Linked DNA regions of Macaca mulatta: region 2 is linked to region 1. Evidence: chromatin contacts called from public Hi-C data. All regions are on one chromosome and are shown on one strand. Each heading gives the region's core, a stretch centred on a gene start, on an enhancer-like site or on the middle of the called end of the contact. The rest is flanking DNA. Distances are from core to core; before and after follow the strand shown. Region 1 holds the start of PDHB (pyruvate dehydrogenase E1 subunit beta). Region 2 holds the start of KCTD6 (potassium channel tetramerization domain containing 6).

What was found. A called contact is a pair of places that touch in the nucleus more often than the background predicts.
Region 2: a Hi-C map of fetal cortical plate shows a contact between it and region 1, with 2.5 times the contacts expected there. The contact joins the promoter of KCTD6 here to the promoter of PDHB in region 1. A contact is called at or near these places in 4 of 14 Hi-C or Micro-C datasets (CD4 T cells, fetal cortex germinal zone, fetal cortical plate and 1 more).

Annotation. Positions count from the first base shown.
Region 1 is chr2:122,000,358-122,006,164 of T2T-MMU8v2.0, forward strand. PDHB (pyruvate dehydrogenase E1 subunit beta) reads right to left here and starts at 3,228. Exons shown (of 10, transcript NM_001195394.1): 1 at 3,167-3,228; 2 at 3,030-3,083; 3 at 1,308-1,415; 4 at 1,162-1,224; 5 at 1,024-1,059; 6 at 107-392. The coding sequence starts at 3,208.
Region 2 is chr2:122,076,541-122,082,347 of T2T-MMU8v2.0, forward strand. KCTD6 (potassium channel tetramerization domain containing 6) reads left to right here and starts at 3,656. Exons shown (of 3, transcript XM_015130532.3): 1 at 3,656-3,741.

The DNA of each region.
Region 1 (5,807 bases), core at 1,978-4,477:
GATATATCTAAGCCTAACTAAAAGACTTTAATGGTTTCCTCTGTGCAAATATATCATTTTAGTTTTTCAATTTTCAAAAAAAAACCCAAAGGGTCCCTGTGCTGACCTGGATTGTTATCCCGAATGGCTGATTTAATAAGTCCTTTAGCATCCTCTGAATTCCAGGGACTGACCACCTTTAAGCCTGGGCAGTGCCCATACCAGGCAGCAAAGCACTGTGAGTGCTGGGCAGCTACACCTGCTGAGGCACCATTGGGCCCCCTGAAGACTATAGGCACAGGCTGAAGGCCACCAGACATGTAGTAGGTCTTGGCAGCTGAGTTTATAACCTGGTCAATGGCTTGCATGGAGAAATTGAAGGTCATAAATTCACAAATGGGCCGCAACCCAGCCTGTAAAATCAAAAATGTGGATGTTAAAAAGACTAGAAACAGCAATAAAGACTAGCAAACAATCACTCCAAGTCTTCCAACATTCAAATAATGTTTTTATTTTTTATAAACAGGGTTTCACTGTCACCCAGGCTGGAGTGCAGTGGCGCACATCATAGCTCACTGCAGCCTGTAACTCCTAGGCTCAAGTAATCCTCCTGCCTCAGCATGCAGAGTAGCTGGGACTACAGGCAAGCACCACCACATCTACCTACTTGGAATTGTTTTGTTTTTTTCCCAAATGTTTTTAAAAGGTGATGTTAAATATCTTTGGGGATGGCCACAGTGGCTCACGCCTGTAATCCCAGCACTTTGGGAGGCCAAGGTGGGCAGATCACTTGAGGCCAGGAGTTCGAGACCAGCCTGGCCAACATGGTAGAACCCCATCTCTACTAAAAACACAAAAATTAGCCGGGCATGGTGGCACGACCTGTAATCCCAGTCACTATGGAGGCCGAGGCAGGAGAATCGCTTGAACCTGGAAGCTGAGATCATGCCAGTGCACTCCAGGCTGGGCGACAGAGTGAGACTCCGTCTCAAAAGAAAACAAGAAATGTATTTGGATAAGCTTCCCATAAAGAGTATTACATACCATAGCTGCACCTACAGCAATTCCAGCAAAGCCCATCTATAAAGTAAAATATAAACATAAGTGAAAATCCATAAAAATGAAGACAGTGGACACTAACAGACATGCCCTCTAGGGTCTGCTTCCCCCTGGAAGGCTTACCTCTGATATGGGAGTGTCAATAATCCTCTTGTCTCCATATTTCTTCCACAGCCCTCGACTAACCTACAATTAAGATTTGATCCCTTAAGTGTATCTGGGGGTAACAGTGACCTCAATTTTGTATAACTTTCATATATTTTAGTTACCTTGTATGCCCCATCGTACTGGGCAACTTCTTCTCCAAGCAGAAATACCTTCTCATCTCTTTCCAGCTCCTCATCCATACCCTGATTTATAGCATCACGAACTGTCACCTGTCACAGGTATGCAAAAACAGTCAATAAGAATTGTTTGAGATTCAACTAAGATTTTCTTCCTTTATATTTACCTAGGCTGCCCAGAGCATACAATATAAAAACACTAGAACAAGTTTCTCTTTAAAAACTCAAAGGATTCTAAAAGTAACATTTCTATCACACATAGTTGGTCTTTGACTGTATGTGTTAGTATACTGAGCACTCACTAGGTGCCAAACACTTTGCATCCAGAATGTAGGAGTTGCTATTTTAATATAATGAATGGTAAAATATAGTTTTTAAAAAAAGGAAGGAGAGGAGAATTAACATACAATCCATCAATTCCACTTCTATGTATATGCCCCAAATAACTGAAAGCAGGGATTCAAGCATATACTTGCACATCAATGTTCACAGCAGCATTATTCACAATAGACAAAACAAGGCCAGGCACGGTGGCTCACACCTGTAATCCCAGCACTTTGGGAAGCCAAGGCAGGTTTGGATCAACGTGGTGAAACCTGGCCTCCACTAAAAATAAAAAAATTAGCCGGGTGTGGTGGCGGGCGCCTGTAATTCCAGCTACTCAGGAGGCTAAGGCAGAACTGCTTGAACCCAGGAGGCGGAGGTTGCAGCGAGCCGAGATAGTGCCATTGCACTCCAGCCTGGATAACAAGAGCAAAACTCCATCTCAAACAAACAAAAACAAGAAAATGTCGGGCTAGGCGAGGTGGCTCATGCTTGTAATCCTAGAACTTTGGGAGGCCAAGGCAGGCACATCACTTGAGGCCAGGAGTTCAAGACCAGCCTGGGCAATATGGTGAGACCCTGTCTCTACTAAAAATACAAAAATCAGCCGGGTGTGGTGGCGCCCGCCTGTAATCACAGCTACTCAGGAGTGTGAGGCGTGAGAATCCCTTGAGCCCCGGAGGTGGAGGTTGCAGTGAGCTCAGATCGCGCCACTGCACTCCAGCCTGAATGACAGAGCGAGACTATCTCAAAAATACATACATATATATATTATTCAGCCTTAGGAAGGAATCAAACTCTGACGCATGCTACAACATGGATGAACCCTGAGGACATTACGCTCAGATAAGCCAGACACAAAAGGACAAATTATGCCACTTATATAAAATTCTAGAATAGGTAACCTCATAGAGACAGAAAAGTACAACAGGGGTTACCACGGCTTTGGTTAAGGGAAATGAGGAGTTACCGAGTAACGGACAGTTTCTGTTTAGGATGATTAAAAAGTTCTGGAAATGGATGGTGGTTAATGGTTGTACAACATGGTGAATGTACTTAATGCCACTGAATTATACACTTCTAAAAAGTACATTTTAAGTTAGGTCTATTTTGCTGCAATTTAAAGGAAAAAAACCATGAAGTGAGGGAAGAAACGCCTAATCTTAGTTTTCCCCCATTGCCCAGCCAGCTGTGAGGTAGTGACTCGCCGGGGTGATAAGCGCCAGGCGGCGACAGAGGCAGCAGGAGCTCCAGGGAGGATGCTGGCTCCGCAAACCAGGCCCACGGCGCCGGCCGGCCACGGCGCAGGCGCGACTCCGGCCCCCTTCCCGAGAGAAGAGGGCCCCTCCCCGCCCTCGTCCGACAAGCGCCCGCGCCTGTTACCTGCAGCGCAGCCGGGGCGGTCCAGTGAAAGCGCCTCTTCAGCAGCCCGGAGACCTGGCAGGGAAAGAGGAAGATGATGGCGGGACGCAGGGTGGACACGGGTGGCGTGGGAATACAGGCCGCGCGCTGCTGCCTACCTCTCGAAGGGGTCTCCGCACCAAGCCAGATACCGCCGCCATCTTGATCGTGTCCTCTATCCGCTGCCAAATGACAACACAGAGGGGCTGGCAGACGGGAGAAAGCCCCGCCTCCCCCGGCGCGGGCCAATGGCAAGGCGCGGCGCCTGCGTGACTCGGCCCCCCCTCCCCCGCCCACCGGGTGAGGGGCCGCGGGGCCGGGCGGAGGTGGCTGTATGGGTGGCACTGCACCTCTGCCTGGAGCCGCCTCAAATCAACTTTATTGACAGTAGGCGGTGACCGACTTGCGGGGTGCACGCTGGGCACACGTGCCTGGTCGGTGTTACTTGAAGCGTGGGGACTAAAAAGTCAGACACTGAGGAGCATGATCTCTGGAAGCTGGAGAGACCTTAAGAGTTAGGCCAACCTGTTGTGGGTACTGGAATCCTTTGGGCACCAAGAAGTGCTTGCACACGCTGTAGTGATGGGGAACTTAACACTTTATGAGTGAGCCTAGTCTTCCCTGGACAGTGCTGTCTGTTAATTCCTTATAATGCAGACCACAGCTTTCATTGATTGCATTAACCACCTACTGTGAGCCAAGCATTGAGATCTGTGCCTTATAGCTCATTCTCACAGTACCCCACTTGGGTAATTAGTGTTATTATTATCTCCATTTTGAAGATGGGTAAACTGGAGCAGAAATTGATTAAATGAGCCGATATTTAGGACTAACTCTAAAGCATGGTCTTTTCCCACTGCTTCCTGAAGCAGAGGTTGGGGTCCTGTTTGGGGGAAGGTTACAACAACTTTAGAGAAGGCCCTATGGGGAGATGCCTAACACTTGACCATAGAGACAACCTCTGGAAGCTCATTAGTCTTAGTTTGGCCCTTGGGGGTCAGATGGGACAATTGGAGACCCAGTCTCCACCCATCCCCGAGACATTCCAAACATTCCCTTCTGTGGATCACAGCTGCAGGCTGCCAAATTAGGAATTTGCAACTTCCAAATTAGGGTTTTGTGGGCTGTGATGAGGAGTCTGGGTTTATAATCTAAGGTCTCTGGGACCCAGTGCAGTAGTGCATCTAGGGCCATCCCTAATTGATCAGTAGGTTGCTGACTGGGAATGGGAAGGGGTGGAGGCAAAGGCATAGCAGGCGGATGCTGGGAAGTCTGTGGTGGCGACAGAGTCAGACTAGGAGGCAACTTCCAGATGGAGAGGAGTGGGACAGTTTTGAGTTCTATTTGGGCTAGAATCAATAGGAATGCTGTAAGTGCTAGGGAAGAGCTGAGGAAAATTTTGGATTTTTGTCGTTGTTGGATGGATAGATGGGACAAGGGAGGAGCCTGGGGCAGTGTAATTGCGAGGAGCTGGGGAAGTAAGAGTCTATTTTTGTTTTTTGAGATGGAGTCTCTCACTGTCACCCAGGCTGAAGTGCAGTCGCGCCATCTCAGCTCACTGCAACCTCTGCCTCCCAGGTTCAAGTTATTCTCCTGCTTCAGCCTCCTGAGTAGCTGGGATTACAGGCACCTGCCACCATGCCTGGCTAATTTTTTTATTTTTAGTAGAGATGAGTTTTCACTATGTTGGCCAGGCTGGTGTTGAACTCTCGACCTCAAGTGATCCACCTGCCTCAGCCTCCTAAAGTGCTGGGATTACAGGCATGAGCCCCTGCAGCCAGCCTTTATTCTTTAGATGACTGGGACATACCCAGGTTGGCTGGAGCCTAGGGCCTAGTCAGGACTAGAGATAGAAATTTGGGGACAGCTGCATGGAGATGACCTTGAAAGGACACAAAGATAGATGTGTACCCGCCCCCCACCCGCTACACCCTTGTTCTGCTCTCTAATCTTTGCACATACCAGAGATTTCGTAAGTTCTGTGAGTACCTGGTTTTCTGCACGTACCAGAGATTTTGTTTTGCACATACCAGAGATTTTGTAAGTTCTGAGGCAAGGTCACAAGACGTGTTTAAGTAAGATAAACTCTTGCTGCCATAAACCTGCTCTCCCGCCTCAAAGTTTGAACCAAAATATCAGAAATGGCGGGAACCAATCATAGCCAAATCGCCTTGTTCAAACACTAGCCAATCATATATCTGATTTGTATAATAACTCTATGCCCACTTTTCTTAGACTATATAACACTGCTCGGAGCTCAGTGGGGGAGCTCTCCTGCCCGTCTCGTTTCACGAGCGAGGGAGAGTTCCAGGTTCGAACCTGTAATAAAGATCCTTGCTGCTTAGCTTTGACTCTGGACTCTGGTGGTCTTCTTCGGGGAATAAACGGTCTGGGCATAACAAATGGGGGCTCGTCCGGGATTTCCCCCAAGCCCACCAGACCCCCAAGTCAATGGATCTTAATCTGTAGGTAAGCCGGCTTTGTCACTGTCTCTGTCTTTGTCTCTGTCTGTCTCCCTGAAATTTCGCGAAATCCGTAATCTGTAATCTGTATTGGTCTGTTTTATAAGTGGCATGGTCTTGGCGGACGCGCTAAAAGACAGCCACTCGGGACTGGTGGGAGACGTCCCCCAGTGCCCATCTGGGGGCCTCCATCCTTGGTTGCCCCGTCTGACTCAGGTCGGAAGTCCGACACGCGCTCGCGAAGGCTCATCGTTTCTCACTGTCTGTCCGTTATTGTTAAGTGTTAAGTGTAAGTCCA
Region 2 (5,807 bases), core at 2,406-4,905, 77 kb after region 1:
GGGATGGTGTTGGACAGAAACTTGGGCATTTAAGTGTCGGGGTAAAGCAAGAGGAGCATCTTTGTAAGTCTAAGAGGAGGAGCTACAGAAGAAGGAGGAGAACGAGGAGAACACTCATCCTAGAAGCCAAGGGAAGGGGCTGTCCCCTGGCAGACGTCACTGCAGAGGCCTTGCTGTGGAGAAGACTGAGCCACGTAGGTCAGAGGAGCCTCTTTGGGATTTAGTATCAAGGAAGATTCTGGTGACCTATTTAGATGGAGAGGTGGGCCCTGAGGTCAGATTGAATGTTACAGGTTGGGGTTTAGGAGAAGTGGGGGACACAGCAAAGGAAGAGAGGGAGGGGGACACTGTGTCAAAGGAGAAGTCTGAAAATTCTTGAGTCAGACAGAGACCTGAGGCTGTTTATCTGCTGATGGGCATGGGAGATGGGGACTGGAGAGAGGGAGGGATGGAAGATCTGAGCCTGGAGAGGCTAAAGGGCGGGAGAAGGAATGGACCAGAGCCCAGGGAGGGGATCACCTGAACAGGAGGTGGAATCCCCCAGCCATCTCATGAGGGGAGGGTAGCGCAATGCTGGTCAATCCAAAAGAGGGCAGAGGAGAGGTCCAGGGGGCTCCCACTGAAGGGGAAAGGTTTTCCTGACAAGTAGGAGTTGAGGTCGGCTAGGCAGTGAGAGTTGGGAGAAGAAGAAGGGAGAGAGGCAGGGGACTCAGAACTCCAGGCTTCATTCCTACCAATCAGTTGTGTCAACTGCTGGTCCCCCTTTGCCCTCCCAGCACCGTGCTGGGCTTGGTTCTTTCCTGTAACAGGTGTAGCTGCAATAATAAACAGCCTCCTCCAGGTCAGCCTGGCCCGGGGCAGACCAGGATCAGTGTCTTTACCACAAGAGCCTGGATACTTGGTGGCCACCTGGAAAAGAGAGGTGCAGAGGGTCAGGGGCAGCTGTAAACCAGAAGCCAGCCTTCCCCAGCAGGCTTGCAACCCTGAGCTCTATGGAGGCAAACAGCTTCCAATATAAACCCTTTCCACCCCCAATCCTCCAAACTAACAGATCCAGATGGTTTGCGGGAGAATCCTATAGAACATTCAAATTCTATAGAAAATCCCAGTCTAGTGAATAGACACTCATTCCTTAAGGTATGTTATGAGCTCAAGTAACTTTGATAGCAAAGCCAGACGAGGAGAGAATAAGAATGGAAAATAGTAGTGTATCTCAGTCATCCACATGGATACAAAAACCCTAATGAAATATTAGCAAATGGAATCTAGCAGTATATTGAAAAAAAATACATCATGATGTGTGAAATTCCTTGAATAAAAATATATTGACTTAAAAAAATACATCATCAAGGTGAGTTTATCCTGGGAACACGTGGATGGTTTAATATAATAAGATCCATGGTTGTAATTCATTACATTGCAATGGGGGGAATCTCACATTGATAAAATTCAGCACCCATTCATAGTAAAGAAGAATAGTGCTTCCTTACCCTGATAAAGAATATCTATCAAAAAAATCCACAACAAACACTATAGTTAACGGTGATATGTTAGAAGCAGTCAAGAACAGGATAGAAATGCCCATTACCATCACTGCTCTTCAACATTGTGTGGGAGAATTTAGTCAGCACAGTACTGCAAGAAAAAGGAAAAAAAGGACGGGAAGATACCACACTGTTACGACTTGCAGATTCTATGATTATTTGCACAGCAAATTCAAGAGAACCTACAAACTTATTAGAACGGAAAGAGTTCAATTTTGCTGAATATAAGATTATGTAAAACCCAACTGCATTTCAATAGCCATCTATCGATTATAAAATACAAAAGTGAAAGTACAATTAGCAATAGTTATAAAAATTTTAAGATAGGAAGGACTAGGTCTGACAAAATCACCAATAACAAAATTAATCCATCAGTTTTTATATGTGGAAATAGAAGCCCTGAGAGGGGAAATAACTCTTCCAAGGACACCCAATAAGTCAGAGGCAATTCTGGGTTATCAGTGGCACCAAATTCTGGAGATCTGAGTATTGGGTAATTTTGGTATTGTCCTTCTATTAAAACAACAACAACAACAAAACCCAGCGGGGTGGGGCAGGGCGGGGGGCCAAAAAAAAAAAACCAAAAAAACCCCAAAATTCATTGTATTTTTCTGATTATAAATTCAATATGCATGAAAATTCAGAAGAATGTTAAGAAGCAATGCCATTAACATCCCCATACTATTATCTTGAACACGATGATCCTTCAACATTTTTGTCTGTATATATGTTTTTAAAAATAAAATCAGGATATCATGTATACTAGTTTGTGTACTGATCATTTTGATCATTTTCACACACATTTCCCTGTATTCTCACCTAGTCTTTGTGAATTTGATCATGTAGCACTTGGGTATGTTGATGAAGCATATGTCATTTATTTAACCTATCAATTTGAGCTTTGGAGAAGAATCAAGTATCAGATACAACTGTGATGATCATGCTGATATAATTTCAACCCCAGAGCTAGCTCACACACATGCAGACGTGAAACCCAAGTAAGTTTCTAAGGCCAGTGGTTATTCTGGTGGAGAAGGTTAAACCCAGCATCAGGTAACCGGTCCCAACGGAAGGGGACAGAGGCCTGGCTAGTAGGAAGCGAATGGGACTTGGAACGAGTGGACGGATGGAGGCCAATTAGCCCTGAGGCGTTAGGAGCTGCCCATCCTCTGCAGTCTTGGCTTCCTTCCTGGTGAAGTGGGGACAATACCGGCGCCAGTCTCATCTAGGGCCGAGCTCCTCCAGGCCCCAGAGCCTTTGCACGGGTCGTTTCGTCTGCTGAAGGTGGCTCTGCCCTTCTCTCCACCTGGCTGCCCGTGTTGCTGAGGCTCTGGGCCCAGCTGTCCTTTGCTGTCCTGCCCACCAGGCCGGAGGGGTGGCCGCGGGGGCTTCTTCACAGGCCTCATCGCAGGGTTGTCTCCCCAGTGCAGGGCAGGCAGGAGAGGCTCCGACCGCAGGTCCGGGGTCCAGGTCTTCCTTGGCTACTGCGTTTGAAGCAGGGGCTCCCTTCCCTTCTCCATCTAAGTCCTCTAATCACGCCTCTCCCAACGCTTATGATCATAACCTGTCATTATTTTGTCTATTAGCTGTTTCCTTGACTCTTGTCTGTCTTCTCCTTTCATTAGGACCCGCTTGCGTCTTGGTAGCCGCTGTATCTCCTAAACCCCCAGGCCTGAGATATAGTGGGGGTCCCATACAAGTTCATGAAATGACTAAGGAGAAACAGCTGTGGAAACACCAGCTCTGAGGACGCAGTGGGCCTGGGGCTGGGCGGACCCCAGGCTGCGGACGGAGGCGGGACGCAGGGGCGGGGTTTCGGGGCTTCGGGGCTTCTGAGCTGAGCCTAAGGGGCGGGACTGGGGCTTCAGGGCGGGGCTTCGGGGCTGCGGTCTTGCGGTCTTGACCGCGCGGCTCCGGCTGCGCTCGCTCCTAAGGCCGCCCGGCTCTCTGGCTTCCCGCCCGCGCTGCCGTTAGGGGGCGCCCGCGCTTGTGGCGCTACGGCTCTGCTGGGAAGGCGCCGCCCGCGCCGGGCAGCTGGAGCCGCAACTCCGGGCGCGGGCTCAGTCGTCCCTTCTGCCGCCGCCGCCGCCGCCGCCGCCGGGCGCGGGCTCGCTCGTCCCCGCGCTCGCGCTCTCCGGCCGCGGGCATCTCCCGGCCCGGCCGCCGCCGCTGCCGCCGCCGCCGCCGCCGCCGCGCAGTGAGTGGGGCTGGCTTGGGGCTTGCGGGGCCGGGGCTTGGGAGGGCCGGGGCTTGGGAGGGCCGGGTTTCGGGAGACGTCTGCGCGGAGCGGCCAGGGGAGCGGGGCAGAGGATTATCTGGGCGGGGGCTCCTGGAACCGGGCGGTGGCGGCGGGGCCGCGTTGAGGGGACCGCGCGTCCCGGGGCTGGCACGAGCCGGCGGCGGAGGTGCCCGCGGCGGGGCCTGGGCGGGGGTTCTGGGGTCCGCCCGCGGGGATGCGCGGTTTCTGCGGGCCCGGGTTCGGAGCTCCGCGGAGCGCCCCTCGTCCGGGCCCGGAGCATCGCCCGCCCTACCCCTGGCCGGGTCGGGTTTGTGGGGGTTTCGCTGGTGGGGCAGCAGCGAAGCACGGCCCGGACGGAGACATTCGGGGTGTGCTCGAAAATGATTGTTTTTGGGAGATTGCGCTTATTAGCCACCAATTGCCCTAGTTTAAAGCGTGAGCCAGGACTCAAAACCCTGGCTTTGGGATTTTCTACCCTGAAGAGACACTCAGATTGCAGCTGAGTTCTTTATGCCTAGATTTGTGTGTGTGGTGGCGTTTTTAATGCTTGATGTCAGAGGTGATAAATGGCTGTGGTAATGGGGAGCCCTGGCAGCACCTGCTGGGCTGTCAGTGGTGGAGGCTGTGTCTGGGGGTGGGACGGGGAAATGAAACGTGACAGAGATCCTGTTTGGATATTCTGCTGAAGTTATCATGTTTCTGTTCAAGTATACCAGTTCTAGAACAAGTTGATGGATCCAATTTTAGGACTTTGTGATAGAAGAGGTTTGGGTGGCAAAGTGACCTGGGATGACCCGGCTCGGCTAAGAATATTTGGGGTAGCCTAAGCATCTCTTCCATATCCCCCTGGCATGTTCTTTTTTTCGCTGTCACAAATGCCCTATTACTTGAATCATCCTGGGATAGGAGAGAAGCTTGGGGACAGCATGTAGCACAGTCCTGAGCCCAAGATTGAGATGTTTTCAAATGAATAAATATGTAGCTAGGAAAAGGAAAATGGTTTTGTCAGCAGGGTTGGTAGGTTGAGAGAATTTTCTCTTTGGCCGAAAACCATCAGTCCATAAAGATACTTGATTTTGTGCTATGCTTTAGATATGAACGATGGAGTGGAGTGGTCAGGACAGCCACGGATGCCATCCCAAAGTTTTGTGATTTGAATTTTCATAAATCATATTTTAACCAAAGCATTACTACTTACAGAAATCTTAGGGTGAACCCTATGAATCCTTCGGTGCGTTTGGATTTTGATATTTGGGGTCCATTTAAAATGGAGTACATGTATGTATTTGGATTCAGCTTTACCTTGGAGATAATCCTGAGTCATGCTTTAAGGAAGTTCCTTCTGAGATCAGGAGCTCAGATGTTGGGTGATCTCTGGGAAAACTAGACACTCCCCTTTACCTGTATGTAGTTCTCCCTTCTGGAGCTGTGGGAAAAAGAGGACCCGGGGAGATTTAGAGCAAATTAAGAGGCTGCCTCCTCCATATTTGCCGTCTCCAGGCCAATGCTCTAAATTACTTTGTTCACACTCAAGTTTTTCATGTTAACATAGAAATTTTGTTTATGCTGCTGCCACTAGTGTTTTCACGTTTGTCTAATACTTGCCAGTTTACAGATGGTTTTATATTCATGATCTCCTTTATTTTCTCCATTTCCCCAAAGAAGAAGCTGAGCATAAAGAGTCATTTTCTCAGGGTCTCATAATCAGTAATGGAGCAAAATTCGACTACAGGACCTCCCTGGGAACCTGTTCTCTTTCCTTGTCCTGTGATGTGTTACTCTTATAGGCCAATTTTTGCTTTTGTGTAGTGCCTAAATGGTGTAATTACTTTTGGGAAGATGGTATTAGCCCATCTTACCTTTCGGAAACTGAGGGTTAAGAGGAGTGTTACGATTTTGTGACAGCTTTTTAATATTAGGTCACTTTTAAACCTGTAACTCCTCTCTTCTTGACCACATGGTTGAGAGAGGAGAAAGAGAAAATGATTACTTTTAGAGAAAAATCCATTTCTGCAGTGGTATGG